3 separate regions of the Zea mays genome follow, and all the other regions are linked to region 2. A link is a contact called in public Hi-C data. All regions are on one chromosome and are shown on one strand. The core of a region is the stretch at or near the end of the contact, and the rest is flanking DNA. Distances in the headings are between cores, read along the strand shown. Region 1 holds the start of LOC103646344. Region 2 holds the start of LOC103646347 (probable inactive ATP-dependent zinc metalloprotease FTSHI 3, chloroplastic). Region 3 holds the start of LOC100381656 (Sterile alpha motif (SAM) domain-containing protein).

What was found. A called contact is a pair of places that touch in the nucleus more often than the background predicts.
Region 1: a Hi-C map of tassel shows a contact between it and region 2, with 2.5 times the contacts expected there. The contact joins the promoter of LOC103646344 here to the promoter of LOC103646347 in region 2. A contact is called at or near these places in 5 of 25 Hi-C or Micro-C datasets (ear, endosperm, leaf and 1 more).
Region 3: a Hi-C map of leaf shows a contact between it and region 2, with 7 times the contacts expected there. The contact joins the promoter of LOC100381656 here to the promoter of LOC103646347 in region 2. A contact is called at or near these places in 2 of 25 Hi-C or Micro-C datasets (leaf and tassel).

Annotation. Positions count from the first base shown.
Region 1 is chr2:41,787,417-41,790,807 of Zm-B73-REFERENCE-NAM-5.0, forward strand. LOC103646344 reads right to left here and starts at 2,121. Exons shown (of 3, transcript XM_008671077.4): 1 at 1,663-2,121; 2 at 1,525-1,574; 3 at 667-1,418. The coding sequence starts at 1,771. The coding sequence ends at 1,101. It overlaps LOC103646343, which reads left to right. Exons shown (of 5, transcript XM_008671075.4): 4 at 1-27; 5 at 203-695. The coding sequence ends at 311.
Region 2 is chr2:42,048,647-42,052,098 of Zm-B73-REFERENCE-NAM-5.0, forward strand. LOC103646347 (probable inactive ATP-dependent zinc metalloprotease FTSHI 3, chloroplastic) reads left to right here and starts at 1,434. Exons shown (of 5, transcript XM_008671081.4): 1 at 1,434-2,621. The coding sequence starts at 1,707.
Region 3 is chr2:42,355,626-42,359,238 of Zm-B73-REFERENCE-NAM-5.0, forward strand. It overlaps LOC100381656 (Sterile alpha motif (SAM) domain-containing protein), which reads right to left and starts at 1,716. Exons shown (of 6, transcript NM_001174471.1): 1 at 1,530-1,716.

The DNA of each region.
Region 1 (3,391 bases), core at 871-3,370, 260 kb before region 2:
GAGTACTCGATCCTTCGCGTTTCCAGTGTAAGTGTGCAGACTGTCTGATTACTTCTTTTCAGCATAGAGCTCATGAATTCTTCATAATAAATGTTGTCGTTATACGAAACTTTCTTTTGTTTTTTTCCCATGGGTTCAAGCATCTTTCTTTTCTGTCAAGCATCATTCATAGGATTAAGCATTTTCATTTTCCGGTTCACAGACTACAGAACGAGTGGAACAGCAGCCCCGTGAAGATGGCCAAGGCCGACCGCAGGCGTCAGAAGGAAGACCGAGGCTGGGGTTACAGAATCCTTTGCTGTAAATTCTGAATGGCGCTTGCCTCCCCTGCATCCTTTTTGCCTGTCGAGTTGAGCCCTTCGTCTCTGTCATGCTTGAGCCCCGTGGAGGTCCATGTTAAATTCATTCATCAAATGTTTCTCTCCTCTCCTCTCCTCTTGTCTTTCTGCTCCCCTGCTGTTCTTATTTATCTCTAGCAGGTTAATGGCTTGTCGGATTCGGTAGTGGCTTGTAATTTACAGAACACTATGAAGAGTGAGGACTCAAGTCATAGCTTTGGTATAGAATTTGCGGATACTTGTTCGAGTATTATTCCGGATGAATGAACATCCATTCATGTGGGGTGAATGGCGGCCATTTGAGCCGTGAGCCCGTGATACAGGCATATGCAGTAAAATGGTGCGCATACATGTAAATCACTGAAACTATTACAAGCAAATAAGCACATCTGCGACCTGATACTAAAGCAGATGTATATACTACATGGCATCTATCCTCAAGCATGAACACCAGTGACAAAATTGCCCGTCTGCACTGCACATGAACGGTCCATGCTGTTGCAGTCTGGGCTAAACAGGATGTCCAGCTTGAAGGCTAGATTAAGGCTGGGCACAAGCCAGGACATTATTCCATATGGGCGATTAAGTGTATAAACCTTCCTAATCTACCAGGACTAGCAACTAAAGCCGGCCTCTAGCTATATGTACCGAACTACTCATGCCATGCCATGCCATGCCCGAGACTGAGAGCACGCCGGGGACGGGGGAAGCTAGCTATTACGTACAGGCTACAGCTCACAGTGGTAGCTAATCTCTAGGCAGCTAGGGCTTCTTATTCACCTGCAGCGGCGTGGCCCCGTTGTTGATGGGCCGGCGGCGGTTCGCCTTGGATGTGTAGTCCCTCCTGAGCATGTCGTACATCTCGGTGGCCTCGTCGCCGCCGTGCCTCGCCGCTGCGCGCATCTTCACCGTCCGCGGCCGTGAGCCTGCTGCCGAAGTCGTCGTTGTCGCTCCCACGGTGGCTTTGGTTCCCTCTTTGTTCGGCGCACCGAGCTTCCGCCCTGGGAACACCTTGCCGCTGGCAGCTAAACCATCGTCGTCGTCGGTTGACGCGGTGGCCGCCAACGCCGCGCCGAGGTTCTGCGTACAGCCGTCCGAATCCTCTAGTAACTCGAGCAAAATGTATACATGTACTATAATCTACCAACCAAGGAACGATGAGAGTAGATTGGGCGTTTTCACTAACCTTATTTCCTCTGTTGTCCAGTTCATTCTTGTATGGGTTTAGCACGGCAACTGCAAGAACAGCGAAGGATATAATGGACGGGTCAAGGCAAAATCTCAAGTGCACCGAGACTGCGCGACTGAACAACGAGATACTCACCTTGCCGGGCACAGGCGACGGCGGGGAGGTGAACAGTGAGCAAGGAAACGATGAGCAAGGTAACTACAACAAGATTCATCGCACTCGTTCTTCTGGTGCAGCTCATCATGGTGTGAAGTTTCTCCCTGCAAACTACGCATACATCAGTTCGATTGCTCCCTTGTGTGGTTGTTTTTCTGTGTGCGCGCGCGTGTGTGTGTGTGTGTGATATATGCCCTTAGTTGCAAGCTAGGAAGAAGAATTTGTTGAAGAGAAGAGAGAGCATCGGAGAGGAGGCGCGTCGTGGGGGGTTGTGTGGTTTTTATAGAGAAGGAAAACGATCCAATGCTTGTAGTAGTGACCTAGGTATATGGTATGCTAGGGATGGATGGATATGCAGTCAAAGCAAGCCGAGAGGAGAGCTAGCTCTAGGAATTTCTGTTCCGACCGTACACCCGGCCTGGTTTTGTTTAACAAACCCTAGGAATAGTTTATGGATTGGTCCTGACCAAGGTATCAACCGAACCCAAGCATCCAAGAATCTTTGAATTAAGTCTGAACATGATTTGTACTTTGTAGTCTGCATATATATTTAATCGACTCAAATGTGTTAGAGAGAGAGAAGTTGATAGGTAGTATAACATTACAAGAAAGGGTTAATAATAAGTCAATAACTTATTAGGAGTATATGGTTCCATCTAATGTCAAAACTAACATTTGCTGAGATGCTACGGAGGATTTAAATCTCCGGCTATATATAGCAGTTTTAGGCAAGGACCAATTGTCTGTGTCTATATATATACTCTCTATCCCAAAATGCTAAGCATATTTTAATCGTGAAAAAAACAAACAAAATAAATTGGTCACTCAAAACACTGTTTTACATTGTAGACTGCACCATTCGCAGAGTGGAGTTTGAATATGGATACGTGGATGTAGATGTGTAAGGTGTTGGAGATAGCCTAATATCCTAGGTATTTTGAACACAAGTTTCATGTTCTAAACTTATATATAATTTGAATATGTAATTGTTAGTTAAAGGTTGTATAACTTGTTGAAATATGAGCATCATTTCAAGATAAAGGGAATACTCTAATAACCGTTGGAGAGACCCTCTACTAAATGTTATAGCAGCTAGGGATTTAGAACAACAGACACTATGATTGCATTCTCAGATTTTTATATTAATCATATTTTCATAGTTATAACTATTTAATGTTATAAATTTTTATAATTCTCTCTATAATGTTAGTTAAATTTAAAATACTTTAACTCTATAATAAATTAAAATAACACTCTATCTGTATCATAATATAAGACGTAACTAATTAACTTTTAGTCTTGTCTTATAAGATATGAGACTCTCTCTCTCTAGATATATACATCAATGTAGTAGTACACTAATATTAATAGAGAGAATTAAATATAATTTTAGTCTTTAAACTAAAGTAGTTACGTCTTATATTCTGAAATTGGAGGAAGTAATTATGACGGAGGAATGCAATTGTCATTGATTTTTTTAGACCACGCTCCGACTTCGGTTTCAACCATCAAAAAGGTAACCTCTGTCAAAGAAGAAGACAGAGACGGGACTCGTTTTTTTAACAGGTTTCCACGCACGCGGCCGGCGAGGGCGAATCCAGTTGCATACGCCGGCCGGATTTTTCCCAGTTTTTTTTTTTTGGCCGACGTGTACGCCGCCACTTTGGCATGCGAGCTAGCCCTTGGAGACTCAATTGTCGGCAGTCGG
Region 2 (3,452 bases), core at 184-2,683:
TAGTTGTATCTATCTCTACAAACAAACAAACATGATCTCCGTTGAGTCTAATTATTTTGTTTCTAGCGAAATAAACCACACTAGGTTGCATCATAGGAGTTAGACTTGACTAGCCTCTGCCAAGATAACCGACCATGTTAGATAGGGCCAAACAATCAAACATGTATATAGGCTTGTTTGGCTTTGTAGCCTCGCGGGCACTTGCCTATGAGGCATTGCGATCCTAGCCTATAGGAAAAATCAAACACCTAGGACCACTTCCAGAGCTAGATAGCTCCACACAATAGAGAACCAAATAAACCATAGTGATGAAATATCTTAATATAAAAATCTATTAGTATATTCCCACAGATGCGTTCATGAAAATGAATTGCGCACATGCAACAAAAAACAAGTGCATCCTCGTATTTCATACAAAATCGATAAAACCTTACTCGTATGATGAATCACGACATGAAACACACAGACAAGGCGTCAAGGTATGGTAGTGGATCGAAGAATGTACGTGCAATTCAAGACAACGGGTCTCGTTTGTCACTGGACAGAAAACAACAAACAACGAAACCACACGAAATGATTAGTGCAAGTATAATAAGAGGCTATAAGATGGCTAAATGCTGGAGCAGAGGAGAAGGAAAAGAAGGGAAAGGAGAAGCGAGTTGTAAACTTATAACAGGCTTCGACACAAGAACCAAAAAGCTTTATGAGAGAAACAAGTGGGATCCTGCATTAATAATGAAGAGCTAACCATTAGGACATATATAACCTTGAGACGATGATTCGGTTTTCTAAGTTCTATCATACAACCCTGAGATTCTAGATCATAAATATAGCTAAGAGACAATATATATGAAGAGTCGTGTAGAGACGGACTCTCCGTGAAGAGCCCGTCTTTTGTATTTTTCAATTAGCTCCCTAGATACCCTCAAGAGATTCCATAATAAATAGGGTTGTACATGCCCTTATATAGATGAGCTTAATGACAAGCTACAAGGATTTTTACATCTAACTCTAGGTCTATTATTAAACTTGCTCTAAGGTTATCTTCAGTAATAAGTTTTAATGAACTATTTTCAATGCTGCTATATCAGACTTAAACTAGGTATTTATGTATGCAGAATTTTATTTCCATGAAACTCTATCATCTTCTATAAAACTCTTTCTCTTCTTTTAATTGCACTGCTACGTCACTGAATGTGACGATATGTCACCATGTTTAATGAGTATGAAACTCTGAATTGAGAATGGCCTAAACTAAAAACGATCCATCTGTTTCGTGAGTCGTGATACCAGGGGAAAAAGTATCCGATGCGAAATGCAGAATTATTTTGGGCCCAAACAAACACGTCTCATCCATGCCGGGCTGGTCGTGTGGTGTGGCCCAAGAGCTCATGGAATATGGATGAGCCGAACCAAACCAAGGCGAGCACACACTGCATAACCAAATTTTCCACGACAGCAAAAATCTCCTCGGCCATATCCGTGAATCAATAGACAAGGGAAGAATTGGGACAACACACATTCACACGAGCACACACTGCTAGAACCCAGCCGAGGATCACCGTACGCTTTGCTCCGCTCATCTCCTCCTCCGCGGAGCAATTCCGTCGAACGCCTCGCGCGCGCACGCGCTCTCGCACCGCCCTCGGCCTTTGTCCCATCGAATGCCGTAGCGCTGTGGACGGGCGCGCGCGGCGGTGCCTGCCATGGCTTCGCTCTGCCCCTTATCAGCCGCGCCCGCTTTCCCGCGCGCTGCTCGACCTCGTGCCGCAAGCTTCAGGGGACCCGCTTCCTGGAGCGGCCTCGCGGCGACCGCGAGCAATGCCTGTGTCTGTAGCTGTGGACTTCTGCCCACTGGAGGCTACGCGAGGCTGCGGTCGCGACTAAGGAGTCCCGTGCGCGCCAAGATCGACGAGGCGGACAAGGGCACGGGCGCCGGTCTGGGCTTCCCCTCGCCACGCCGTAGGAAGCTACGCTTGCGCCTGCGACCACGGCTGCGCCTCTTGTGGTGGCGGCTCCGGCGGCTGTCGCCGCGGGAGCTCATGACCGACGCCGGGGCCGCGCTGCGGCGCGCCGTTCGCCGCGTGCCTCCCGCGGCCGCGGCGCCGGTCGTCCTGGCGCTTCTCCTCGCCGTGGCGCGGCTCGCGCTGCCCAAGAACGTGGCCCGGGAGGTGGCCTACTCGGACCTCGTCGCGGGGCTCCGCGAGGGCGCCGTGGCCGCCGTCGCTTTCGAGGAGGACTCGCGCCGTATCTACTTCAGCAAGAACGCTGGGGATGATGTTGGCTCCGACACGAACGAGACCGGTGAGAACGCTGCGGCGCCGGCGCCGAAGTGGCCGTACTACGCGCGGAGGGTGCCGCACGATGAGGGCTTCTTGCTCGGGCTAATGCGGGATGGCCGGGTGGACTACCGTTCGTCGCCGCGGCCTGCTGGGAGGCTGCTCGTGGACATGCTGAGCACGCTGCTCACGCTTTGGGTCTCGCTGGTGCCCGTGATGTGGTTCATACAGCGTCAGATGTCTGGTGCGGGCGGTGCTGACAAGCGACGCAAACCGAGGAAGCAGAGGGTGGGCTTTGATGATGTTCAGGGCATAGATGAAGCCAAGGAGGAGCTTGTTGAGGTATACGTGGTTTCCATTGTTTACTCATTGACCGTACTTTGTGACGCTTGATGAATGTGGGAAGACAAAAACGATTAGGCGAGAAACATTTCATCTTAAAAGGAAGGCAATTAAACATATATGGTGTTTGGTTTGAGGAATGAGGTAGTCATCATCTTCTCATTACTTATTTTTTTGTTTGGTTTGTGGAATGGAATGAGTTATCCATCACCATTTTATTCCTCACTAATAATTAGTAATAATATGATAAATGAGTTTATTCCACCAAATTTATGGAATGGACTCATGATGCACCACCTCATCTAGAATGGATTGGTTCTTTAAACCGAACACCCCCATAGGTTTGAGAACATATCTAGTGCAAACAGTCAAGTTGATGATTGATGTAACCATGCAATCAAGAGATCTAGTGCATCAACTCAAAATCTAATGGTGGCTGCTATTTTATATTTAACCCCTTTCACCAGCTATTTTATATTTAATCTTTCCATCTAAAATAGCAGTCATCGTTGGATTTTGATTGGATCCACCAGATCGCTTAATTGCATTGTTGCACCAAGATATCTTCCCGACATTGTTATATCCGTATTTGGTATATCAGTTCAGGAAATGTCAATCAATCATACTATATTGCTGTGGGCTTGCTTTCATTTTGTATTTTCACAATTACTAAGAACGTATCTAATGACACTCACCTTTACCATTTAATCATGTGCAGTAGTTCATACATCACAACAGGACTGTGATCCATTTATAATTGAAAATTGAAATGTCAAGTTTGATTTTACCTTCACTTGCTCTTGCATTATGCATTAATTGGATATTGTATGA
Region 3 (3,613 bases), core at 466-2,965, 310 kb after region 2:
ATGACAAAACATAATCTGCATCAACAAATTCCACCCATACACATTTAACTTTGGCATGCCCTCGTTGCGATTCACAACTATTTCCAATCCCCTCTTATGTATCTTGAGAATAAAAACAAATAAGACCACAACAGAAGATCCACAGATTTCTCTATTATATCCATTGTTATTAAAACGTCGTTTAAACGAGAAAACGTGTTTAAAAGTTGGAACGTCCGAACGTTTTAGGTTTAGGGCGTAGAACGTCCGTTTCGAGCGTTTAAACGTCGTTTAAGCGTTCAAATAGTGTTTTAGGGCGTTTTACACGTTCTGAGGAAGTTCTACCCGTCCTGGGCCTTTAGCATTTTCTAGGTCACTTTCCTGGGCACTGGCCAGCGCTGGACGCGGCGCCCTCACTCCCTCAGCCAGCCGCCGCTCTGCTCTCCTCTCTCCTCAGCCACAGCCGGCCGCCCCCCTCCTCTTCTGCGCCGGCCGCCGCTCTGCTCTCCTCTCCTCAGCCACACAGCCAGCCGCCACTCTCCTCTCCTCAGCCAGCCACTGCTCCTCAGCCAGCCGCTGTGCCGCCGCCCTCGTCTTCTCCGCCGGCCACGAACTGCGACACTACGCCCACAGCAGACCATATTGGTGAGTACTGATTTTGTGCAACCATATTGCCCAACAGTGAATCAATCATTCAAGCTCTATTTGCTCAACCATATTGGTGAGCACTGATTGTGCAACCATATATTCTTGATGATCTTGATGTGGAAGAAGAAATTGAAGGAAGCAATAGTGGAAAAGATGGTGATGATCAAGGCGTGGATGCTCATGGTCTTCATATTGATGAGTTCGATGATGGTTACTTATCATGCATAAGTTGTAACTTATGTGGTTGAACTTGTGTTGTTAAACTTGATCTGTTTCTTTTTATGCTATTTGGTTTGTGAACTCAACTTATGTATGAACTTATTCTATATTTGAATTTCTATGTCAAGTATGAAAGACGTTTCAACATTCGTTTAAACGTTTAAATGTTAAAAAGTTGGTTCATAACGTTTTACCGCTTTAATAACCATGACTATATCCCACAACATCAGAACACCCATACATGTACTTATCATGTTAGCCCAACCTCCCACCCCAACCACACTAGTTAGAAACTCAAAACTACCAAGTGAGCAATCACACATAGATTAAGCCACCTTCCAAAAATCACAGCAGCATCCCTTGATTTGAGGTACGCAGCAGAACTGTACCCTCGATAGTCAACAACCAAATCCAACACCATGCAACCAACTTTTGACACACCAAAACGCGTAGGATCCACCATACAATACCTGATACCCCGCACACTAGACCCAAACTAAGGTTAACCAATGCTATACAGACCTCTACCAGATCATCGGCCCTGTTCTCTCTTGCGGGAGAATCTGCTCTGATGCTAATCAATCAACATTCAAACCATGGAAGATGCCGTAGGGAAAACCGCAATGGAGAATGAGACCACGCTAGCCTTATAAGCATGGGTTGACCCAGACTGGACAGCCCACCTGACCGCTGCGGCCGAGGGTGATGGTGACCTGGTGCCTCGAAGACGCCGACGAGGAAGCCATCTCCACCGCAGCCGACGCAGTCACGCAGAGGACGGCTTCCGCCGGAACCTTAGAGAGGCGAAGGGAGTGGCGCGACCGGACGGAGCGGCTAGGGTTTCAGGGGAATGAAGATTGGGGATGTGCGTTGAAAGTGAGACGTCGTTTACCGGCGCCGGGGACGGAACGGAAGTTGTTGCGTCGCTGGTCGCTGCACACAGACGCAGGTGCGTGCGGGCCTTTTGCGCTTTCCAGATTTCGACGTGCGAGTGTTTGGATGACTCAAGTCTCCAGCTCTAGCGGGAGATTGTTTATAATATTAATTTAAATAGTTTTAAAATTATTTTAATCTAAATAATAAACAAATAGATTATCTAAATATTTTTAAAGGCGTACACGATTTTCTAAAGCACCTAATAATCTACTTACTAATTTTATCAAATTTTCTAAAACTGCAACTGTTCTAAATAAGTCCTAACTTTCTACTAGCAAAATATCCTCTTGCAATGGGTTATACATCTTAGTTTTTCTAAAAAAAATATTGTGCTCCATTTCTTGTCCTGGTCGACTATAGATATACAGCCGGACCGCGCAACACGGTCCAAGTCCGAAAAGACATGGACGGTTATAATTGAATTTTGGACCGGTCTGGCTCATAATTATTACAGCACGTGGCGGGCCAGTTCATGGGGCTGGACTCTCAGCCCAGCATTATTAATTAAATGTGCTGGACTCATTTTGGGACCTAAATATGGATGGATCCAGATATCTATTTGGATGTTAAAATTTTGGCCTTTGTTGGGGACTTGCTCTCAAATGTTATAAATTGAGAACAAGGCAACACCAAAACAGGTTACTTGTCAATGTCCTTCGTTCTTCGAAGCATTATGTCCTCAAGGATATAATGATCTTCGAACGAAGGTCATGAATGGCATACCTTCATCATCTCAACATATATATATATCTATACTACTTATTAAGACTCTAAGGGGTAGGCTGCCCCATTCCTGGTTCTGCCATTCCGATTCCCATGTCCCGTGGCGCCATTCCCATGTCCCACCCGTAGCGTTGCCATTCCGATTCCCATGTCCCGTGGCGCCATTCCCATGTCCCACCCGTAGCGTCACCCGTAGCGTTGCCATTCCGATTCCCATGTCCCGTGGCGCCATTCCCATGTCCCACCCGTGGCGCCATTCCCATGTCCCACCCGTAGCGTTCTGCCATTGTCGGGTCCAAAAAATCTAGCTGTGTAGGAATAAAAGCTCGCGCACAGCCAAGCCTATACAGGTTGCCGCCCAACCAAGACCACAATGTTGTATCCGCACTGACACTTATAAACAGATGCGTGCACAGTTTAGTACCTGATGTGGTACTAAGTTTGGCTTGCAAATACGAAATACACGCTTTCTGGGAGGCCCATTTGCTTGTTGTGGCCCAAACCAAAGCTCACTGTCGAAGCACGGTTAGCGCCTCAGCTGCCCCCCGCGCGTCGTCGCTCCCGTCGCCACAGCACGACCTCCGCGTTCTCCGCCCCTCCCCCACCCTCGCGCACCGTCTCCTCGCTACCGCGTTCTCCACCCCTCCTCCACTCTCCCGCATGAAGCCGCCTCTCACCTCCCGCATGAAACCGCAAGCCGCAAGAAGAGGGATCATGCCCCCGCACTCTCTCTCTCTTGACCGTCGGCGCAAAGAGGCCGCACGGGGACCCACCCTCCTCCATCAAGTGCCTGGGGCGCGGCGGTGTGGTTGTCGCGGCCACCTGAGGAGGTGCCCACCACCGGCGAGCATGGCGCCACCGCTCGTGTCAGCCTTAAGGTACACGCCCCTCCAACAAAGCCCCGCTGCCCTCACCCGCCCTGAACCCTAAAACTCCTCAACCGCCAACGCCGCCGTGCTCTACTTCCGACGAGACGGCCTGCCTCGGCACCCCCGCCCCTCCTCCCCGGATCCGGTGCCCCTGCTCGTCGTGCGGTCTCCACCCCCGACAGGCACCGGGCGTTGCTCCACCCAGCCCCCGCCCCAAACCTAAAACTCCTCCCAGCCGC